2 separate regions of the Triticum aestivum genome follow, and region 1 is linked to region 2. Evidence: chromatin contacts called from public Hi-C data. All regions are on one chromosome and are shown on one strand. The core of a region is the stretch at or near the end of the contact, and the rest is flanking DNA. Distances in the headings are between cores, read along the strand shown. Region 1 holds the start of LOC123138266. Region 2 holds the start of LOC123138265.

Region 1 (4,821 bases), core at 527-3,026, 430 kb before region 2:
ATCATCTCTTGTATGGATGTAGTATTAGCTACTCGTGTTCTGAACTTCTTTCATGCATCTTAATCAGGTGCAAATGTATCAAGAGGAGTAAAAAAAAAAGCAGCCTCACTCTTACTAACAGATCCTGACGAGAAACCCTGAAAATGTACACGGACACGCTCCGATCGACGGAGCCGCTTCAGAAGCGATCCAACACAGATGTGGCAGCAACCCATGTGATGCGAGCTAGATTAATCTGTCGAGGCCCGGTGGACGCCGAAAATACAGAAGATCCACCGAGGGCTATGCATGGCCGGGCTCAGCTCGCGGCCTCGTCGATGCTGTGCAGCGAGGGCCGCCATTGCCGGTGCCGGGCGCCGGAGCTCCGGTGGCCATCTCCTCCGTCCTGGCGTGCCAACTGCAGTCACAGGTGTAGAGTAATCAGAAGATGGAACATTTGCATGTTGCCGCGGTTCAGAACAGAAGCAGAAAGGGATCTCGCAGACGATTCTTTGCTCCTGACACTAGTTGCGACTCTTCACTATTTTATTTACCATCATGATTCTTTTATCATTCTGCATCCCTCTATTTTAAGCACTAATTTCCCTTCTGGACGGTACATGGCATCAATCAATTGGATCCACAGGACCACATCTTGTTTTATGCATGTCAATTGGGGACTGAGAATTGTCAGTGTCAGGTACTCCAAACCGATTCTCTCCATTGAGCTAAATGCTAACGGTTTCTGCTGAAACTAGGCAGATTTTGCAGCTGCACAAATTCTAATGGCGATTACCCAAATAAAATTCATCTTCCGAGTGTTGCGTGTGGACGAACTGAGGAAGAAGACATGAGAATCGCGAGGAACAACTAACCAGTAGCCCTTGGAGGGAAGGCAATTAAAGGCGCATCAATCATGCAGAGAACGTGCATGGGGGCATCGGCGGAGGGGGAAATTATATGAGACCTGGTCTCATATAATTTTTTTCCGGCGGAGAGAGAGAGAGAGAGAGAGAGAGAGAGAGAGAGAGAGAAGTAGTTGGATTGAATAGAGCTCAAGTCCATGTAACCACCTGATCGAGACTCTCATCCAAGCTGGCCTCGTCGTCGTCGTCGTCGACGTCGTCACCGTCCGCCGCCGGCCGCAGCTTGCTCTGCCGCGTCGACGACTCCAGCTGCTGCAGCTGCTGCCGCGCCTTCCTCAGCTTCTCCTCCTTCCTCGCCTGCACCGCCTTGGTCACCTCTGCGCGCACCATTTTTCCATGCCATGTTAGCAGTGGGCACAGCATGGAGGAGAAGAGGCAGAGGACGAGAATCGGTGACTCGAAGCCTACCGTTGGCGGTGATGAGGCGGTAGACGTGGCCGAGGAGGAGCGTCTCCTTGGGCTTGAGGAGCTTGACGCGGGTGAGCCGCACGGTGCGGCGGGCGCCGCCGCCGTCGGCGTCCTGGCGCTCCTCGGCGACCCGGAGCGTGACGAGCGCGACGTAGTGGCCCGGGTTGGCGCGCATCACCTCCGCCGCGGGGGTGGACCAGTAGAGCCGCTCCACCCGCCCGCCCGGGTGCTGCACCACCGCCGCCGCCACCTCCGCCGCCTGGCAGTTCCCCATCCCCGCTCACTCCGGCCCGCCGCAGCCGCACACGGGCACACACACGCTCCCCGTGACCAGAGCTGGGTGCTGGTCCTATAGCTTGGCTTAGCCTGTGCCGGCCGGGGAAACGTGGGCGAGGGAGAGCGCGAGCAAGTGGCGAGCGTGTGGTGCGCCAGTATTTTATAAAGAGGAGAGAGAGCAACGGCTCGGTTGCCGAGGTGGTGCCGTGGTGGTGGTACATATCCCGTCCCGGTGACCGGTTCGATCGTTTTCGACCTCGCGATCACCACGTGAACAGACGCTGTCAGGTACTGCATTTTTGGGTGCACCGCTCGTCGGAGACGTCAGTCTGCGGCCGGCGTAGCAACAAACGGCGAGAGACGGAGACCGGCCGCATCTACAAAACGATTGCTTTTCGTGGGCCGTCGTGTACGGATGACGGAGATCGGCCGAATTAACCAGTTTTGCTTCCATCTACTATCTATCTATCTCCCCGAATTAATTGAATTCTATGCACTCGATCAAGCAAAAGTTGCTGGTTTGGCCGAGCTGATCTTGACACTGGGCCTACATCCACCCCGCTAAAAATTGTTTGGCATTCATCCGTGCAGTTTTTGTTGGTCGTCGTGCACTAAACTTGAAGCAAAATGTTGTGCTCTGGCAGTGCTAGTTTTGTTGCTATTCACCTGCACGAGAATTTTAAAGTGCACCGCAACAGCAAGAATTAAAAGCACCACGCACCGAATGACGTTAGTGGGAGCGCAAACTATACATGTATGGTGCAACCGGAAGTCCACTCTCAAGCATGAGCCCCTTGCAGTTGCATTTCCAAACTAAACCATTCATGAATGGAATGCCACGGAGAGGCCCCGTGATAAATGCCACACATCGTGGCTCAATATGCATACACAACTCATGACTGATCTCCCCGCAAAAAACAAAAAAAAAAACTCATGACTGATCTGCCCTTGTATCACTATTCTATGATGGCTTGTTAAGCTCGTCATCATTCTTCCTCTCCGTGCTGCCCCCTGGTGATGCCAGGGATGGGCTTATAAATTCGGATGACAATTCCCCTGCCCAGCTCCCAACCAGCATCGCCCTGGAAACAAGCCAGTCCAACGCAGTATCTTATGCGGGATTGTTCCCAGCAGGCATCACTTCTCTTTGAAGAAAGAAGAAAATAGTGATGGGCGCGTTTTATAATGGACACAAATGCCGGTTGCTGGAGAGAAGAAATGTGATCTGCACAGATGCGGCTAGCCATCGGACTCGTCAACTCGTCATGGGTTTTCCTTATGGCTAGGGCAACCATTAATTAAGCCGCTCCTGTGTGCTTATCTCGTCTGCTTAGTGGTGGTGGCGCAATTGGTGTTCACGTCCGCGCCGGCGCGGTCAACACCGCGCCGGCGAGGAAGCTGTCACGGCGGGTCAGGCGTCCGCGTCGACCTGCACGGTGTCGGGATCAGAGTCGCGTAGCCCCGCGGGACTGAATTTATGAGGCCATGTGCGCCACTCGCTCCCTAGCTCCGATGCCCTGCCCGAGTCGGCGTCTCGCGCTGGTGCGCGCGCCCTCGGCTCCATGGCGTCCGCCGTTTGTACTGAGGCCGATCGGACTCGGGCGTGGCGGTGCGTGGCGTACGTAGGAATTCATTGTCCATGTGTATGAGCACAGGAGGGAGGCGGTGATGGACTGTTGCGCGCACGGGAAAGTCGCCTCTCCAATAGATTTCCGACGCCGATGTGACCGTGTGAGGTGAGGCGAGGCCATGTCCTGTCCGCATCGCCTCGTCGAGGATTCAACGAGCGCCGGAAACCGGCCGTAAATCCTGCGCGGCGCGCCGCTGGTTTTCACATGCGTGCTTCGGCGGGTGAAGTGAACGAGATGCGATGCGAGCTCCGGTCGACGTTGCTCGGGATCTCGGGTGGACGTTTTGGGTGCGCAATCGATGATTCGGGGAAGGAAAACGACGAGTTCGCACCGATGCTTTCGCCGCGCGGGAATCCCACGGTGCGGTGTACGGCTCGTCTTCTCGTGGCAAGTTGTGTGCGTGATGCTACGTGCATGTCGCGGTCGTACGTGTCTTGAGCTTGACCATGGCGAGCGATTAAGTTCACGGGCGCGATGGCGCCATGGATGGATGGATGTATGGGCCAGCTGAACCTGCAGGCCCGTCTGAAATGATTTCCCCAATAATGCGTACAGCGTACCTACTGCGGTATAGCAGTGCCCGTATGCACCTGACCTGACCCGACCCTGACCGTATGTTTATCCATACAGTGCATAGGGCTCGTTTCCCTAGCTTTCACGAACCATGCTCGCCACGAGATCCAAAGCCTGACACTCTGCCAGGAGATTATATTAGTACCGGTAGAAGCTCATGCACACTGCAGTATACATACTGTACCAAACACAGCTAACCCTTAACACTGGACTGCTATAGCATCTGCCGTATCCACCTTTTTTCAGCTGTTACGGAGCCCTGCCAGCCTCATCATCGCCGGCCGATGGCCTTTTCCGCCTGATCGTTGTCAGTGTGAGCCACAGCAGACCCGTGCCCGTGCAGCGACGATTGGCGGCATCTGGGGCGGCTACTCTGTCAGGTTCCACCGGAGTCATCAGCCGAGCACCCCCTAGCTGTCGAACGGTGGACGGAAGCAATGATCGCTACCGGGATGGTCCTTCGCTCGTTCGTTGCTTCCTGCTGCTTGCCCGTTTCCTCCGTTCGTTTCATACTTGCCGTTTCCACTGGTAAAACCGTCGACACCGTTTTGTTTTGGTGTTGTTTTAGCACAAGCGGTTCACACTATTTGGCCTTCCGGAGGTTGATGAAGCCTTCTTCAGCCCCTTCGAGGGACGCACATGAATACAACACAACTTTGAATATTTGTGGATCGTAATGGTCGAGAAGATCTCGTACCATAAGCAACGTCAACATGTATCTCATAGATAAACAACTTTTTTTTGAGGCAAACATAAATAAACAACTTGGTACGCATGATTTCACATGGGAAAGTGCGATGCTTATAATTTAGCAATGGAGGCCCAATGCTTCTTTTCTCGAGGAATATATGTGTCGCTCCGGGGAGTGATTCCGAGGACACAGCTACACAACAAACAATTGAGGCATACAATCATGCGTCGGGGGATCTCAAAATGCCATAAGTTGCAATACTTCAGTCCATGGCATCACATGGAGTGCTATATTAAACAAAATCGCGAACGCCGACCTTGAACACCCAGAAGTAAGT
Region 2 (4,681 bases), core at 197-2,696:
TATATATCCATTACTATACTTTAGACTCTAAATCTTACAGAGGGTTCCTCAAGTTCTAAACTTGAAATATGTATATGGATACTATCTGGATTATTTTGGCATATAGCTAATACCGGAGCCAGGTTCCATCAACACTTCTCTCTAAATGATAGGTTCATTGTTTGTTCAACAATATTTCGTCTGCACACCATGCAGGTCTACACGAATTTGCCCAACCTATATAGTTCAGCTGCAAGTTCAACCGAAATCACTACACCTTATGTAGAGACTTCCATATCAATCACGGTATGAAATTCTAGAACTAATTCTAGATTTTCTTTTCTTTGACCTAATTATGAAGATTATGTAATCCCATCGAGTTGCATTGTCCTCCTACTCACTATTTTGCAGAAATTTTTTTCTTCCAAACTTCCTGCATTCTGTGGCAAAACACTTTGCCTTGTCGTAGTGATAAAGGAATACCCAACTATTTGGGATAACTAACAGAGTAGTACTCATACCATTCCATATCTTATAGGGTGTCATTTCAACAGATTTGATGGCGCTGCTTTTCAGTGTAAAAATCACAGTCTCTAAAGCATCATATTAAAAAGTATATTCACAAATTGAGTGATGTCATCTTTGATCTCACCATGTCACACATAGTTTTATTATATCTACTCAAAACATTCTACTCTTAGTGATGTTCTTAATTGTTAATTTTATGCAAAATAGCGAATATTTACAGAACTCATGAACCTTATTTAGCTTTGGAACATTTTGCAAACTTGCAAAAAAAATGTTCATGAATAGATCTAAGCTTGTGAAAATTTTCAAAGCTTTTCAAAAAATAATAATTTATGAACATTCTTAAATTCCGTTTTTTTCTAAAAACTCTAGAACATATTTAATGTATGTACATTTTGTTCCATATTGTATTGAAGTTGGTAGAAATATTAAATCTAAAAGTAAAAAACTAGACCCCAAAAAATAGATAACCAACCAAAAAAAAGGGCACATACCATCGCGCTAAGGTTGGCTCGGCCCAGAAATAATGCACGTCTGTCTATTTTGCTAGGGGATTCGATCCCAGGTCATTCGTATAGTGGGGATTTCCTATTTGGCGCTACAGGCGCCTGTTACAGTGCAATTTGCAAACGGGCGCCTGCAGCAGTCCAAACTGGGCCGGCCCATTCTATTTTTTCCTTCTTGCTTTTCCTGCTTTTGGAAAGGTGAAAGGTCAAAAAAGAGTGCTGCTGGGGAATCGAACTTGCAACCTTCCCGTTGTAGGCTATCCACTCATCTCTACTTCTAATGTCTCAGTTGGTAGGTCGCGTTCCGCGTTTTATTTTCGTCCCACCATTTTCGTTCGGTTTTTTTTCGTCCTCACTCCCACCTCCCACCTCCCACCTCCCCGCACGTAACCATCCCATCGATAAAAAAACCCACCAAAACCCACGTTAGGAAGGAGCGAGGCGATCAGAGCTAGGGAGGGAGCGAGCGCTAGAACGAAAAAACCATGAGAAAAAAACCTACGAAAAAAAGCCTACAAAAAAATCGACGACTAGCGAGCGAGGGGTTCAGAGTGCCCTCGATCCCCATCCAGATCCCTTCGCCGCCGCCCTCGCTCGCACATCAAGCGCCCTCGATCCTGCGCCGCCGAACCTTCGCCGTCAGCGATCCCTTCGGACTCCTCCGCCAGCCATGCTTTACCCTCCTCTGTGTGCTGGTGGTGGTGATGCAGCGCGTCATCGATCGCGAGATCTGCAAGCCCAAGTACCGCTGCGCTTGGGCCTGTGTCGACACGGCCGCGGACGGCGGTTGCAGGACGACCGAATGCGGCCTCCAGTACTCAACGCAAGATCAGATCGGCACCTGCCCGATCCCCATCCGAGTCCAGGGCAGGCCGTGCCGTCCGCGGTGACCGGCCATGCTTCAGCCTTCGCCTGCTCCGGCCTGAGTCTAGGGCCGTCAGGACCACCTCCCAGCCGTTCGACGGTTTGCCTGACTCGCTTCCAGCATGTATGTATGATCGGTCATACCCCGCTGCCTTCCTCTTCACCGGAGCCAAGTATGTATGATCTATCATTGTACATTAGCTAGCTAGGAGATGTCATGTTCGTGCTTTTTGTCATCTTCCTGAACACGCATCTGAATGTTTGTGCATTGGAATTGCGGGTCTTTCGGATTAACTGTTCCATGCTACGGCCTTAGTTTTTAATTTGACTGACTATCTACAATTCTACACATGCTCTCCAAGATTGTTCCTGTGAGTTTCTTTAAAACCTATTTGCACACCTAGCTAGATCATACAGCTGATAACGTATGGAGTTTTTTTTTTGAGATCTGTTTATCTCAGGGCTCTGACACGCTGGTTCCATTTAAACAGTTTTTAGAGCTAGCATTTTTCTGTTTTTTATATGGATGATATGCAAAAGTATTTAACACTGCATTTTTTTAACCCATAACTTGGTTGTGTTAATTAATAGTACAAACTACATTGGACTTGTATGTGGATTTGATTTGGACTTTCTGTACATAGTCGGCTAAACGGTATTACTTCTAATCATCAGTAACTTGTATGTGGATTTGATTTGGACTTTCTGTACATAATTTTTTAATAAAAAACACATATTAACTTAGTTATCTAAAGTAATTCCTTTTCATTTATATAACCTTATGACTTAGATACACAGTTCTTGTGGCACCAGCGGCCAACTGGGATAACAAACAAACCAGTGCATGACAATCTGAAGAGCCAGCAGGGGAAGTGAGTCACCTATGAGATATGCACAACAGCACAACCCTCAGGCAGAAAACTATCCCCCCATTGGTGGTTAGCTGATCTCAGTATCTTATGTACTGCATGAAACTTATAGGGAAGCTCATGTGAAATATGACTTTAGACAGCCTGTGTACATGGTCAGCAAGCCACCTACGGGAGCACTGTTTTCCTGTAGTATATTTTCTTTGTATTAATATGAACTGCAGATCTCTTTTTTTGTTGATATCTTCGCTGGCGTAATGCATCTGATCGGTAAGCATTAGGATTCATTCATTGTCTTTCTTTTGCTGGTTTTAGCGAAGGTGTATTCATGTGAGCCGATCGAATTCCTTCCTTTTCTTGCCTTCAACTATCTGATGCATGTTGCTTATGGTTTTTTAGTCATCAATTTACCTTTCCGTGCAAAAACATATGTACCTTTGCCATTTCTTTTGCAGATACTGGTGATGAGCTCAACAACAGCATCATTGTTGGTAAATACCATCAGCACTTACAGTCTACTCCACCTACAAAGAGCTATGGCAAGGTGCACACTTTAGTGATGAGCTGGGAAGAGAATGAAGTTTCTTTTTTATCTTGTCTGGTCGTAGATCGAGTGACATGAAGGATGCTGGCTGTTGGTGCTCGTTCAACAGGATCATCTGAATAATGTTTTTCCAACACATTCTGATGTCTTCTCAATTGTGCACCGGGCTCTTCTTTTAGCCAAGGACTTCTGATAAATAATAATCTAGGCAATAGTTGAATCCCAAGGACCCATTGAATTTAGAAATGGACTCTTATGATGTCTGACCCCAGAAATTCCAATAAGCAGAGACGATGTTTTATTTTCTTTGTCGGTGACACAACCAAAGGGAACATATGATATTGTTACATGCAAACTAAAAGATATAGCAGGTACCTAAGAGTGAATAACAATCTAATTTCCTTTCTTTTTCTTAGCAATTGTTTGATTAAGGTGCCTATATATTTTTATTATTTATTTTTCTTCAGTTTGGAAAGTCAAGTTTGCTTTTTTTTATAAACACCTAAATCTATCTCTTAATTTTCAGGAAATGGCAAACCAGAAGGATGAGTTAGCCGAAAAGTTTCTAGCTGATTACCGAGGTACTACTCAACCATAAATCTGTAGGAATTTCTGTTGTTTTGCGAGCAGAGAGTGGATACTTATAAGGAGGAAGTTGAAGGTAACTTTGAAATATATATCAACCATTGCTCTATTTTGTTTTTTCTGTGGTTAGGACCATATTTTGACCATAAAATCACACAAAATGGTTTTGTTCCCTCCTTGCATTTTCCTCTGTTTCCTTTTACTTCTGCCGCAAAACGATTTCTACACATAGCTATGTGTGGATGAAATTTCCTATGCCTTTTTATTCTGTATGATGAGCTTCTCTCACCTTACCCACACTACTAAATATTTTGTTTTGCTATATCATATGAATTGAGCAGGAAATGCTTCCTTCACTTGCACCTTTTGTTTGATGTTGGTTGTCTGTCAATTTTTTTTGTACATTACTAAGGATACACTTCGACTTACCATTATTTTTTCTTTCCTCATGTTATTTTGAAGCGATGCCAACGCTTGCAAAGGAAGTGACTTTAGCTGCAACTAGGTGCGACTGGGTGCTCCGTCCTTGCCTTTATGTGTTGTTTCCTTTGTGCAACATCCTAGCTAAGATTTATTATATTCTCACTCGCTGATTAAGCAACTCTTGGAAACTAAGATGTCAACAATCCTAAGAAGACGTAGTTGTTGTTCCTTCTATGCCTTGCTTTCTTTGGCCAACATTTGCAGTTGCTGCTTCCTTCTTATAAATCATGTTTCATTTTCCTCAACAGCAAGATGTTGACTAATTCACCTTCTGTCGCTGCTCCTGCCAAAGCTTGCTTCTCTTTTGGTAGCAAGAGAAGTCT

The links. Hi-C and Micro-C count contacts between places; a contact is called where the count stands out from the background.
Region 1: a contact with region 2 is called in a Hi-C map of leaf, with 5 times the contacts expected there. The contact joins the promoter of LOC123138266 here to the promoter of LOC123138265 in region 2. A contact is called at or near these places in 2 of 5 Hi-C or Micro-C datasets (both in leaf).

The regions. Positions count from the first base shown.
Region 1 is chr6B:606,839,495-606,844,315 of IWGSC CS RefSeq v2.1, reverse strand. It overlaps LOC123138266, which reads right to left and starts at 1,776. Exons shown (of 3, transcript XM_044558208.1): 1 at 1,314-1,776; 2 at 1,053-1,222; 3 at 1-397. The coding sequence starts at 1,587. The coding sequence ends at 299.
Region 2 is chr6B:606,406,941-606,411,621 of IWGSC CS RefSeq v2.1, reverse strand. It overlaps LOC123138265, which reads left to right and starts at 1,446. Exons shown (of 7, transcript XR_006468937.1): 1 at 1,446-2,050; 2 at 3,202-3,290; 3 at 3,817-3,871; 4 at 4,338-4,380; 5 at 4,607-4,681.